2 separate regions of the Mus musculus genome follow, and region 2 is linked to region 1. Evidence: chromatin contacts called from public Hi-C data. All regions are on one chromosome and are shown on one strand. The core of a region is the stretch at or near the end of the contact, and the rest is flanking DNA. Distances in the headings are between cores, read along the strand shown. Region 1 holds the start of 4930429F24Rik (RIKEN cDNA 4930429F24 gene). Region 2 holds the start of Ube2cbp (ubiquitin-conjugating enzyme E2C binding protein).

What was found. Hi-C and Micro-C count contacts between places; a contact is called where the count stands out from the background.
Region 2: a contact with region 1 is called in a Hi-C map of CD8 T cells, with 7 times the contacts expected there. The contact joins the promoter of Ube2cbp here to the promoter of 4930429F24Rik in region 1. A contact is called at or near these places in 1 of 39 promoter capture datasets (erythroid cells) and 1 of 484 Hi-C or Micro-C datasets (CD8 T cells).

What each region holds. Positions count from the first base shown.
Region 1 is chr9:79,790,018-79,796,733 of GRCm38.p6, forward strand. It overlaps 4930429F24Rik (RIKEN cDNA 4930429F24 gene), which reads left to right and starts at 3,624. Exons shown (of 3, transcript NR_040734.1): 1 at 3,624-3,848; 2 at 5,723-5,868. It overlaps Tmem30a (transmembrane protein 30A), which reads right to left and starts at 3,413. Exons shown (of 7, transcript NM_133718.4): 1 at 2,957-3,413. The coding sequence starts at 3,193.
Region 2 is chr9:86,461,852-86,469,010 of GRCm38.p6, forward strand. It overlaps Ube2cbp (ubiquitin-conjugating enzyme E2C binding protein), which reads right to left and starts at 3,065. Exons shown (of 10, transcript NM_027394.2): 1 at 2,890-3,065. The coding sequence starts at 2,966. It overlaps Dop1a (DOP1 leucine zipper like protein A), which reads left to right and starts at 5,303. Exons shown (of 39, transcript NM_177208.3): 1 at 5,303-5,445.

The sequences.
Region 1 (6,716 bases), core at 2,374-4,873:
GTGGACTACTGAGTTTTCAAAAAGAAACTTAAACCATGTAAAACAGACAGCAGGAATCAGTGTGGGGGAGAACTGCTCACATCCTGTTTACCTTTATTTTATCTCTTTCTTTCTTCTTTCTTTTCCTTCCTTCCTTCCTTCCTTCCTTCCTTCCTTCCTTCCTTCCTTCCTTTCTGTGATACAGTATCATTCATTTAGTCCTATTCTAGAACTCACTATGTAGACCAGGCCCAGAGATCCACCAACCTCTGCTTCTCATGTATGTGGGTGGACCAAATGGGTATCTGATGCTTGCTGAGGCTGCAAGGGGACATGGGATGACTTAGAACTGTAGTTAAAGACAGTTGTGAGCCACCATGTAGGCACTAGAAATCAAACCTGGGTACTCTTGCAAAGGAAGCCAGTGCTCTTAAGTGCTGAACCAGCTCTCCAGTTCCTCCTGTTCACTTTTAATTATCCTCAAAGGCGTTTAGCCTAAGCTAGCAGCTAACAGAAGGTAGAGGACTTAGTGGGACAGCACTTCCTCGTGGCCCAGAGTTCAATCTCCAGCACACACAGAGAATAAAGAACAAGCATACAAACTTGTATGTCGAAAAAGCTCTCTAGGTTTTTCTAATAACTCCAGACCTAATTTGAAATCATTTGCTACATATCCAACACTCAAATTTTAATCATTCTATCTGCATGTGTTGGTGTTAATACAAAATTTCCAGTAACTCCTAATTTTCATTTTCTCTCATTTCAATTATGGCTTTTTGAACATAGCATTATTTTAAATCAAAATTAAGTTGTGAGTCACAGACTTTCAGAAGTGAATGGCATCTTAAGGATCATCCACTCTAAATCTTTGTAGTATTAAGAGCAGCTCACAAAAAAAAGGGTTCCATCACCACCTAGTGAGAGCTGGAACTTTCGCTCTAGGCCAGCTCTTAACTCCAATGTCCCTCTGTGCCACTACAATACACTCTTAAAATCAGGGGCACACTAAGCACAAGAAATTTCCATTTCACTAATCACTAAGTTTACAGAACCTTACTTTACTTTTCAGAACCCAAAAGTTTTAAAGAAAATTATTTTCCAACTGTAGTAAACAGTACTAGTTTTTTAACAATTTAGTAAATATTCATACACAATCTAAATCATCATTGCTTTCATCTTAATATCAAGTTTAAAGGAGATGGTGCAAAGGTCTAATGCTTAGGAGGTATCCCATTATCTTTCCTATCATCTCAGTAAGGGTCATGATGTAGTGTGAGAGTTTACACCTTGGAATCAGGACATTAACACTCCCAACAGTCCAGCCATCCCTCAGGCTGGTCCTTAGCTCTCATCTCCTGCTGATGGGTCATAACGCACATCTATTTTGCATCTAAGTGTAAAATCTTAGAAGAAATTCATTATCCTATTTATTTTAGAGATGAAGAAACTAACCTTCAGAGAAAGTAAGTCAATTACCCCCCCTGAAATCTAATTAAAGCTGCAGAGCTCAGGGTTTAGGTATGACAGGGAACAGAAGTGTTTTACATCCGAGAAGTTTTTTTTTTTTTTTTTAAAACATTCTGTACGTTTGTATAGTTTTCTCCAGTTGAGCATACCTAATCTCAAACTCTACAATCCAAAATATTCTAAAATCAAAACTTTTCTCCTGCCCAACCTGTTTGGCCCAGAGCTTCATTTACATTTTGGAGCATTTTGGGCTACCTTTGAGTATATCACAAGGCTAAAACCACGAAGATAAAATATATACCAAAAACATACGCTGTGAGCTTGCTCTAGTCAAAATAAAATTTAATAAAAGATTTTTAAAATACACTCTAGATACTATTCTTACTGTCATTAATACTGAAGCACTGTGCAGTTAAAATATATATATATATGTGTGTGTGTGTGTATGTATGTATATATATATATATATATATATATATATATATAAACCAGCTTACTTTAGTAAACTGAACAAAGTCACCAAAGTCCCTAGCTAAAATGACTGGGGACGTCCAATTAAATGTAGTATTTATTTTTAAATTAAGTACACAAAAATATATCTTTACAACAGAAGAAAGCAAGGTTACTCAACATCGATCTTGCCAGTTCAAACAGATGAAAACTCCCTTAATTTGATGGAGGACTTGTGGACGTCCAATACTGTCCGCCACACAGTACTCACATCCTGCTATAAACCCATCTTTACTGATGCGGACGGATAAAAATGCAGTGATTACTGCACCAACACAAATCAAAATGTTTCCCTCAGTAGAGTGTTTCTATCACATCTAAGTAGGATATTCCAAAAAAAAAAAAGTAATGCCAGTGAAATCGTTTATAGCTAGTTTCCAACTTATTTCGTGTGGAATCATTGATATGCATATTTTAAAAATCAAGCAGGAGGAATTAGGACCACTGTGGGGCATAATTAGAAATGAATACCGCCTAAAAACAAACCAGAACTGAAGTTTCATGCCTTTAACTATATCGTGGCCAACAACTAAAAATATCTAATTAGCTCAAAATCAAAGTTACTTGTGTGCGCTCTGTATGACTTAATTTCTTCACAGAAGAATCAATACCTTTATTGACTCCGGGTCCTACACCCAACCAATTTGTTAATCTCTGTGTCCCAGAATAACCCCCGCCCAAATAACAACAGTCTGCCCCTGTGAGTTGCCTCAGAGTTAAACACGTAAATCTAACTCTTTTTCCTCTTATCTCCTCCTAAAAGACATTCACTCTACCTCTCGGAAACCCACGCAAAGCGCCTCCAAAAAAAGTCTCGTCCACCCGACATTCTAGCTGTATTCATTCCATTTCCAGCCAGGTAAACCGAGAGCCAAAGGAAGCGAGCCCACAAAACTGCAAACTCAGAAAAGCCACAGAAGAAACCGAGAAGGCACCAGAGGGCGGGGCCCGCCTGTCACCTTCTGGGAGCCGGGGGATCACTGCCACGCCCCTCCCTCACCTCGATCTCACGGATGTTGTTGGAGGTGACGAAGATGCCGATGCCGATGGGGATGAAGATGAGGCCGATGATGAAGAAGGTGGGCAGCACCGTGCCGGCCGTGAGGATGGGCTGCCAGGCGGGTAGCCGTTGCTGTTTGAAGGCCGTGTTATCCGGCCTCCGGGTCTTGGCGGCGCCCCCGGGAGGACCCGCGGGCCCGCCGTCCACCTCATCCTTCGCGCTATAGTTCATCGCCATCGGCCCCCGGGCTTCGGCTCGGCCACGTCCAGCTGGGCCGCCCAGGGGACTTGCGTGCCGCCGACCCTGACAGGAGACGCGCAGTCACCGCTGCCGCTACCGCCTCCGCCACCCGCGCCGCCACCGGGGAGGCGGAAGAGGCGGGACACGCTTCTGCGGCCGGCCGCTGACCGGAAGCGGGCGTCTTTAGGAGACGCCCCAGGGAGGGAGAGAGAGGAAATGGGGAGATGATTGAGGGACGAGGGGAGGGGAGGGGGAGGAGGATGGAAGGGGGAGGAAAAAGACGGACGCACCCTGATCATCTGCCCTGTGACGACAAAGTGAGGGCTTTAGGCCGGGCGCGCGGCTACGTGAGCGCATGCGCGGCCCGGAGCGACGTCTGCGCACTAGGACGGTAGCGTCTTCGCTTCCCCGGGAGGACGCTTCTGTTGGCGCACACTTCCTGTTGTGGTTATCATGGAGACTTCTGGAGCCGTCAGGTCGGACTCGGTGACCTGGGCTACCTGTAATTTCGGCGCCGGGTTGACTTTTCTTATGACGCCTACGCCTCTTCTGAAGGGAGTTGTAGCGTCCTGGAGTCCACATGTTTAAAAGGATGCAGATCCCTATTGAATTTTAACTCGCCACTCAGTGTGCCTCTATGAATTTAAGTGAGGTATAACATGCGACCCATTTGATATAATAATAATAATAATGATGATGATGATGATGATGCAACCTAGTTTAGCCCTAATCCCTCGCTTCTGATCGATTTTCATTTATTTTTCTGTCTACTTCACATTGGTTTGGGAAGGTTATTGTAAAACATGACAGTGATTCTTTTTTTTTAAACTTGGTAATCAAAAACCAGAACATAATACCACTTGTTTAAAAAGGGGTATTAGTTTTAACCTGCCAAGGAAATTCTCGTTGAGACTATGTGTAATGTCAGCCCTTGAAAGGTAAAGGCAGAGTAATTGAAATTACAAGGCCAGTCTGAGCTACTTAAGAGGCCAGCAGGAAATCCATAGAGAACCTGTCTCAATAAATAAACAATAATTAGTAACTCAAAGACACCAAAGCAGTACAGAGAATACAAAGTGTAGAATTCAACTATAAAGCGTAAGATGCTAACCTCCATTGATTGACTGTAGGCAGGATTTTTTCTTTTCTATATTTTACAAATTTTCTTTTATAAGTGTGTAATTTTGCAAATTTACAAAAAAAATGATTATATAGCATCTACATTTTGAAATTGTGTTTGAAATCCAGACTATCTGACAGTACCTACTTTTAAAAAGTCTTTGTCTACAGTTTTGACTTGCTCCAGTATGTTCTTCTGTGATCTTGGATTTCCCGGCCCCGGGTTTTCCAGACAGGGTTTCTCTGTGTAGACCAGGCTCCCCTCAAACTTGTATAAATCCTCTTGCCTCCTGGGTGTTGTAATTAAAGGCCTGGGCCACCACAGCCTAGCTGATCTCAAATTCTTAAGGCCTCTAGAATCCTTAGGTTTGTATCTTGCTTTAGCAGCCTAAGTTTACCTTCAACCCCATTCAAATGGAAAAGAGTCTGTCATAGAGAGGCTTAGCCTGTTGTCTTAAACGTTCTGTTGGGTAAAATGTTCATCACAGTGTTGGGGATAATCATGGAGTCCTTTTTCTTTCTTTTTCCCCACTCCTGTTTAGATTATCACAGTTAGATGTGTTAGTTCCTTTATTTCTACTCTAGAACTCGGTTTAAATAGTGCTACAACTGAACCTTCAACATACAATTGAAAATATTCAGGGGAAAAAATTGCTTCTGAGCTAGTAAACACGGAGACAATTTCTCATCATTATCTTTTAAGTGGTTATTTCCATTGTACTAAGCAGTATAAATAATATAATCAGGAGACAGTTTGAAGGGTGTGGGGGAGATACATAGGTCATTTACAAGAGCTGCATTTTGTATAAGAGATTTGAGCACCTGAGGTTGTATCCACAAGTTTCTGGGACCTCTCCAGGATGCTGCAAGACACCTTAGTTTGCTTTAAAGCTTTGTTGCTGTTGTTGCAGGAGCAGTGATCTGATGGTTCTTGGTGTGCTTACCTACTTCCTGTTTCCTTTGGTTTGCTCAGAGCAAAGATTAACTGTCTCAGTTTTACTAAAAACTTCACTGGGGACTGGGTGATGATTACACACATTTCCTCCCAGCACTCCAGAGGCGGAGGCAGACAGATTTCTGTGAATTCAAGGCCAGTCTGGTCTATGTGAATTCCAGGACAGCCAGAGCTACACAATAAGTCCTTGTCTCAAAAGGTATCCTTTTTGTTTGTTTGTTTATTTGTTTTTGTTTTTGTTTTTCGAGACAGGTTTTCTCTGTGTAGCCCTGGCTGTCCTGGAACTTACTCTGTAGACCAGGCTGGCCTCGAACTCAGAAATCTGCCTGCCTCTGCCTCCTGAGTGCTGGGATTAAAGGTGTGCACCACCACACCCAGCCTTGTGTGACATTTCTTAATGCTATCAGATCAATAATCTGAAATGTATGTTTCATATAGTTTTCATTTTTTAGTTCAGTTACTACATTATGCCACTATGTCAGAAAGGAAGAAGAAGGAGAAGGAGAAGGAGAAGAAGAAGAACTTTGATAAATTAAGGAATGGAGAAAAGAAACCTAAAACAGTTGTTTTACTATTTGGCCAAAGTTCACACAGGTTTGTATGTCAGGCTCCTTCAGTACCTCAAGCTGCTTTAGTTCTCTATCATCTAAGCATACCCAAGGGTTTGTTTGAGTCTACAGCTTAATATTGCCTAGGAAAGTTAAACCTGAGAGCCACAGTTCTTAGAACATACCCTCACCCAAGACGTAGTTTCTTTGTGTAGCCCTGGCTGTCCTGAAACTCTGTGGATCAGGCTCTAAAAATTCAGAGATTAATCTGCCTCAATCTCCTGAGTTCTGGGATTAAGATGTGCTGAGAGAAAGTCCTTAATAATTTGAATACTTTTCAGTATCCTTTTGTTCCACTCCCATTCAGTTAGAGACTTCAGTGGAATAATATTTAAGGCACACCTAATGATTTTTAGAAGGGCCATGTAGACTTTGTGTGATACATTTAGTCTCCTAAATTATTTATTACACCAGAGAGTCATCTAAACTGGGTTTTAAAACTAAAAAAATTAAACATTAATCTTTTGTTAGCCAAGTGGTGGTAGCCTATGTCTTTCAGGATAGCCAGGACTACACAGAAAAACCCTGCCTGGAAAAATAAAAACAAAAAACAAGCAAACCTCCTCGGTAGCTGGTCATGATGATGCACACTCAAAAATCCAGCACTTGAGAGGCAGGGGCAGGAAACCAACGTCAGCCTGACTGCATGGAATCTTGACTTAAAAATAAGAACAAAAACAAACAAAAGAAACCCTTTCCCTGGTTTTCCCGTAGAGTGCTTATTAACTCTTAAAGTTGAACATTTAAGAGACCTTTCATCCTCACACTGAGTGAGAGTTCGTCTGATTGGCCTGAAGTCACTGCTGTTGCGGGCTCTTGTGTAACCAGTCAACAATCA
Region 2 (7,159 bases), core at 1,815-4,314, 6.7 Mb after region 1:
TGAGGAATACTGAATGGCAGAGAAGCACCTGAAAAAATGTTCAACATCCTTAATCATCAGGGAAATGCAAATCAAAACAACACTGAGATTCCACTTCACTCCAGTCAGAATGGCAAAGATCAAAAACTCAGGTGACAGCAGATGCTGGTGAGGATGTGGAGAAAGGGGAACACTCCTCCATTGTTGGTGGGATTGCAAGCTTGTACAACCACTCTGGAAATCAGTCTGGCGGTTCCTCAGAAAATTGGACATAGTACTACCGGAGGATCCCGCAATACCTCTCCTGGGCATATATCCAGAAGATGTCCCGACCGGTAAGAAGAACACATGCTCCACTATGTTCATAGCAGCCTTGTTTATAATAGCCAGGAGCTGGAAAGAACCCAGATGCCCCTCAACAGAGGAATGGATACAGAAAATGTGGTACATTTACACAATGGAATACTACTCAGCTATTAAAAAAATGAATTTATGAAATTCCTAGGCAAATGGATGGACCTGGAGGGTATCATCCTGAGTGAAGTAACCCAATCACAAAGGAACTTGCACAATATGTACTCACTGATAAGTGGATATTAGCCCAGAAACTTAGGATTCCCAAGATATAAGATACAACTTGCCAAACGCATGAAATTCAAGAAGAACGAAGACCAAAGTGTGGACACTTTACCCTTTCTTAGAAATGGGAACAAAATACCCATAGAAGGAGTTACAGAGACAAAATTTGGAGCTGTGACGAAAGGATGGACCATCTAGTGATTGCCATATGCAGGGATCCATCCCATAATCAGCTTCCAAATGCTGACACCATTGCATACACTAGCAAGATTTCACTGAAAGGACCCAGATATAGCTGTCTCTTGTGAGACTATGCCGGGGCCTAGCAAACACAGAAGTGGATGATCACAGTCAGCTATTGGATGGGTCACACGGCCCCTAATGGAGGAGCTAGAGAAATTACCCAAGGAGCTAAAGGGAACTGCAACCCTATAGGTGGAACAACAATATGAACTAACCAGTACCCGGGAGCTCTTGTCTTTAGCTGCATATGTATCAAAAGATGGCCTAGTCGGCCATCACTGCAAAGAGAGGCCTATTGGACTTGCAAACTTTATATGCCCCAGTACAGGGGAACGCCAGGGCCAAAAAGGGGGAGTGGGTGTGTAGGGGATTGGGGAGGTGGGTATGGGGGACCTTTGGGATAGCATTGAAAATGTAAATGAGGAAAATACCTAATTAAAAAAAAAAGAAAAAAAGAAAAAAAAAAAGAAAAGATTTGTAAATTTAGAAGAAGAAAAAAAGAAACGGGAAAGAAATACTCATTTAAGCTACCACAGAGATGAAATATGAATCTCAAAGCCTTGTTGGATGTTCCCAGCCCTGTGAAAGCACAGGCAAGCAGGCAGATCTATGAGTTCAAGGTCAGACTGGTTACATAGTAAACCACACCAGCCATGAATACATTATTAGGCCCTGTCTTACAAAACAAAACAACAAAAACATGTTGGGAAAGGCAGATTGAAACATCAATTTCAAAACATCAGTTGGCTATGTCAGCTTGACATACGTCGGGAATTAATTAAAACCCCAACATGGAGGGCACATGGTGAGGGATTTTTTTACTTAATTGGAAGTAGGAAGACTCACTTCCTACCTTTGAGGTAGGAAGACATTCCTTTATCCGGATCTTTTGAGCTGGGAAGAGCCACCTCAAATATAAGCCACAACTTCTGTGGGAAGAGGACATGGAAGAAAGAAGCTCTTTGCTTGCTTGCCCTCCCTCTCACTGTCATTAGGAAGTGCACTGAAGACCAGCTGAGACACACAGCCTCACGGACTGAGCAAACACTGGATTTTTGGACTCAACATTCATTCATAGCCACTGTTGGACTGGCTGGACTGCAAGCTGTTAAGTCGTTCTAATAAATCCTCTTTCTATTTATAGACAGATTCATTCAATCAATTCAGTTACTCTAGAGGACCCTGACTAATACACATGTCAACACAGTTCGAGAAACAGGGATATTGTGTAGATTGGTTGAATGGGACCAGACCATGGTTCTCTTAGTAGGATAAGGGACTGAGCTGTGTTAGAAGTCAACAGTCAAAAGATCAGAGAGACAAACAGGCAGTCTAGCAAAGTAGGTTTCTCACAGAGTTTGTTTGGTACGAGGGATTAGGCAGCTGTATTTGGTAATGTGTGTATTCTTAATTACCAAACACAGTGGACAGAAATTGTGGATATTGATCTCACTCCTCCCCACCCTTCATCCCCATACTGGGGAGTATTCAAGATCTGTACAAGCTACACAAATGAATTGTACTGAGCCTAGACTCAATCCCAATCTTAAAACTGAAGAAATCCAGGTAATTCTGCCCATGTGAGAAAGGTAGGATTTGAGTTCAGTCCTCAGGCCGCATGCAAAACTGCCACTTTAGCTACTTGTCAGATTTTAGGAAAAAAGGCGAAGCTAAGGAAAAAAAAAAATACAACTGTGCTGCTCTGTAGTACATTTTCACATCTATTTGATACATTTGTCACTAAGAACTAGGCAAAACCCACGAAGAGATCACAAACCATTAAAATTGCTGACCATTAGCAAAAAGGAGCATTTTACCCCCTAAAAGTTTCTTGTTTGTGTAGTAAATATGAAATTTAAAGTTCGCAGACAGGCTGGGGAGATGGTTCAGCGGCTAAAATGCTCGCCAGGGCAACCCATCTCGCCCCGCGCACGCGCACATTGTCCCGCGCACGCGCCTACTGCCCGGCGCGCTCGCTCCCTCGGTCCCGCGCATCCGCGCTCCTGTGCCACGCACACGCGCACCAGGCTCCGGGCCGCGCGCCTGGCCCATGCACGCGGTCCCGCGCACCGGTGCTCCCTCCCTTACCCCAGGATTAGCAGCGCACTCTGCAGCCGTCTCCGCACTTCCAGGAACACGCGCGTTTCCGCCGCAGCCACCGCCATGGCCGACTCAGGGACCCACGCGGGACCGAGCCCACAGTTACTAGAACCCGGACAGGGTGGGAGCACGTGCGGCCGTAGCAGGCGGCTGGCTCCCAGGCCAAGGTAGCGCGAAGGGATCCGGCGGCGGCCGTCTGTCGGCTAGAGCGCCACCTACCGGGAAGAGAGCGCACTGCCGAGGCGCCGACCTTGCCCCAGTGGCCGCTCTAGTAGGACAGGTGCGACCCAGAGAGCAGAGCTGACCTCCACTGGAAGGATGTTGGATGGGCTTGACTATGACTACGAGCATTTCTTTCCCTGAAATGAACAGAAAGCTCAGTTTGGGCCAGGGGAAGCTCTTCTCTGGATAGTTGAGTAGGATGAGGTAGATAATGGAGCAGAAGCTGTACAGGTGGTACTTCCCATAGGTCCAGAGCCCCAAAGCCCACTTTATCGGAGTCTCCTTTATTTGAACTAGAACAGTTTATTAGCTTCCGTATGATGTATCCAAAAATATCCACAATTGATTGGCCATTACATTTCGCGCTAGATATGGTACTTCCAAGACTGAAACAGTTGCAAAAACCAGTGTAACCACTAAAAGACTGGTGGACTTGTATCTTGACTGACCATTCATGTAACTTTTGAGAAGCTAAAAGGAAATGAGTAATTTCTGATATACATTCCCACTATACTGCAGAAATAAAAGAAGTCATAACTTAATTGCTCCTACAAGATACATTTCGAAAGTTTGATGCAGTAAAAGATCTAGTGTGGTATAAACAAATATATCAGGCCATAGGATTTCAGTTGGACACCTTTTAAGAATGGAAAGCTGTTATTTAAAACATAGCTTGTATAATGGGGATTGTCTTAGTTAAGGTTGCTTTTGCTGTGATGAAGCAACAGTACCAAAGGCATTTGGGGAGGAAAGCATGTGTTCAGCTTACACTTCTATACCACTGTTCATCATTGAGGGATGTCAGGACAGGAACCCAAACAGGGCAGAAACCGAGAGGGGGAGCTGATGCAGAAGCTATGGGAGGGTGAGTTTACTGGCTTGCTCCCATGGTTTCACTGAACCTGCTTCCCCATAGAACCGAGGATCACCGACCCAGGCAGGGATAGCACCACCCAACATAGGCTAGGCCCTCCTAGGTCAATCACTATTTTAAAAAACGAGTTACAGTTAGGTCTTATGGAAGCATTTTCTCAATTGAGGTTCCCTCCTTTCAGAAGACTCTATCTTGTGTCAAGTTGACATAAAACTAGCCAGGACTGAAATCCTGTTTATTGATGTTCCATTTCATAATTTCATAGTTATAATTATCTGACATTGAACAAACTGGAAGCATTTCTAAATAGGTTTAATCCAAAGAGGATGGCGTATATCTGCAACCCCAGCATTTAGGAGACTGAGGCAGGATTGCTGAAAGTTCAAGGTCAGTTTGGGCTATGTGAGTACAGGGCCGTCTAGAGCTATGTGGCAAGACTGTCTCAAAACAAAAACTGGTCTTAAGTATACTGAAAATGTGATTTCAGATAACTTTTCTAATATCAACCTTTGAGGTGTTTTAAAGTTTATCATGTTGCTATATAAATTCCTGTTTCATTCCAACAATTTGAGATCATAAGAGGGAATAATAGCTTTAAAAAGTAAAAGCTTTGGGATGGAGGGTTGGCTTTGTGGTTAAGAGCACTTGGTTGCTGTTTCACAGGACTGGGAAGCTAGGTTTATAGCACTCATAATTGCTTGCAACTTCAGAGCATCTGACCTCTTTTTCTGGGCTCCATGCATGCACACACATACCTGTGGCACTCCCATATAAAATATAAGTAAATAATTTTTGAAAAAAAGCAAAGGTAACTACTATTTGGTGGCAACTCATTTATTTGAAGGACAATTGTTCTCTTATACTTTTAACACAGAATATTACTTAAATTTTGGCAATACTTAATATTGACACCTAGCAAAATACACAGCGTCCTCAGATTAGCGTGCTCCTCATATATGGTTTAAAACTAGAACACGCAAAAACACTTGTAAAGACAACAACCCTTTCGAATACGCGTTTGAAAGACGGCTAGATACAAAAAAAAGTGCTAAACTGGCTCTCGGTTTCACACAAACTGTGCCTGAAATGACGCGCATAAAGTGCTGGTGGATCCAGATGATCGTACTTAAATAATACTTCAAAACTGTTTTCAATTCCCCCATTCCATCAAAATGATGGTTCGCTGGCTCCTTGCTCACACCTTTCCCGCCTTCCCTCCGCCGTCTCTCCGGTCGCCCGCACGAGGGCGCTGTGGCGCCGGCTAGCCGTGGCCGCCGAGCAGCGGACGGGGACGGGGGCGGGGACGGAGGCCGCCGACGTCGACGCCGGCGTGGGCGCGCGCGGTGCACGCTGGTAGCTGTCACTAGGCCCTGGGCTGGCGGCCTTCGTGCGGCTGCCGCGGTTGCCAAGAGAGCGGCGCCAGCGGGGAGCAGCAGAGCCCGCGGCAGGTAACAGCGTCCCCGCCCCCGGCGCGGTCGCGCGGCGAGACGCGGCACGGTTCGGGCGAGCGTCTCCGGGCTTGGCCTGCGGTGGTGGCGTCGGGGTGTCACCGCCCGGCCCCCACCTGAGCCCGCCTCTGGGTGGAGGGAAACGGGCCCTGACCTGCCCGGGGCGAGCGGTGGGACCCGGGGCCTGTCCGCCCGTGGCCTTCGGCGGGCAGAGCCGGCACGGGGCTGAGGGGTGGTGTCACCTGGGCGCGGGTGCCCGGCGCCTTTGTTGGAGGCTTCCCGGCACCCCGTTGCCTCGCCAGCCCGGTGGGTCCCTTTTAGGATCGAGGCGACACCGAGGCCCGCCGATGTGCCGGTGCAGAGGGTTGGGAAGCAGAGCCAAGTTCACCAAGAGGAAGCCGAGCTAGCACACGGAAGTTGTTAACAGTCCTCACCTTTGATTTCCAAGGCTTTGAAAGTTGCCCCATCGCTGTACTTAACCTCACCCTCATCCTGTTGAGGAGGGAATAGCACGCAACTGTACTTTCTCCTCCCCAAGCAAATTGTGTCTTGTTAATTCTTATATTATCTCGGAGTTCTGTGGAGTTGAAGAAAACTCAGATTTAGAGATTGTAGTCAACAAACACATTTTTTTTTCTTCTCTTTTTTTTTTTTTTTTTTTTTTGATCGGAAAAATACAGGAGTCAACCTCATTTAGTAGCTCGCAACTATAGGGTCAAAACTTTTCATTCTGGAGATGATAGCCCCATATGTAGGTGTTAAGGTCTTGCCACTTTGAGGTTAGTTGTATTCGTATTAGCATGGCGTCGCTATGTGCTAGGCTATGTGCTAAGTAAGTCACAGGATTATCAATCCCTTGGTTCGTTGAGCTGACAGAAATTATAGCCCAGGTAGTCTGAATTCCTTGTTGTAATGGTTACTTCTAATTAAACTTTGTCATTCCTCAGAACTGCTAAAAGCAACCCCCTTTTGGGGACCCAATTTTTAATAAAGAATTTTTAAAACTGAAGGAAACATAGACCAAAAATGTGACACCATGACCCAAAGGTTAAATTTAATTGCTTTCCCATCTGTTGTGAAGAGCCCTACTTTGTAATTCCAATAGTAGAAACAACTGTAGCCTGGGGCTTGAGGGCTAAGGTTCAAAGCTCTGTTTTTGCTGCTAACTGGGTATGATCTCTCTACCCCTCAGTTACTGTCTGTATTCTGGTGTCTAGTTTTGTTGTTTTGTTTTAGTGGTACTGCGATTCCTTGTGCATGCTTAGTTAGATTCTACCACAAGCCTGTGCTCCCACTGTAAACTTTTTTTCTTGGGGTGCTGGGAAGGAATGAAACCTTGGGCCTGGCACATGAACAGCCTCAGGGATTTGAAGAGCTCATGATTTTCAAAATTGCTATTTCCCATCAAGACTGTACTAAAGCAATAGTTTACTTCCCTTAAACAGTGTTCCATGTCAAATCATGTGGCAACACACTAGATTTAACCAACCTTAACTTTTGTTTGTTTGGAGATCAAACCTGAGGTATTTCCAATACAAGGCAAACACTCTACCACCAAGCCACACCTCCTTCCCCCAAGTTTAACTTTGGTTTGCTTGTGAAGGCAGCTCCTCAAAGACTTCATGCTATGCTTGCATGCATATAATTTCCAAAGGAAGGTTTAAATAACATTTCCCAAATTTAACTAACCAGAGAGCCCAGTTTGTTTCTTTCC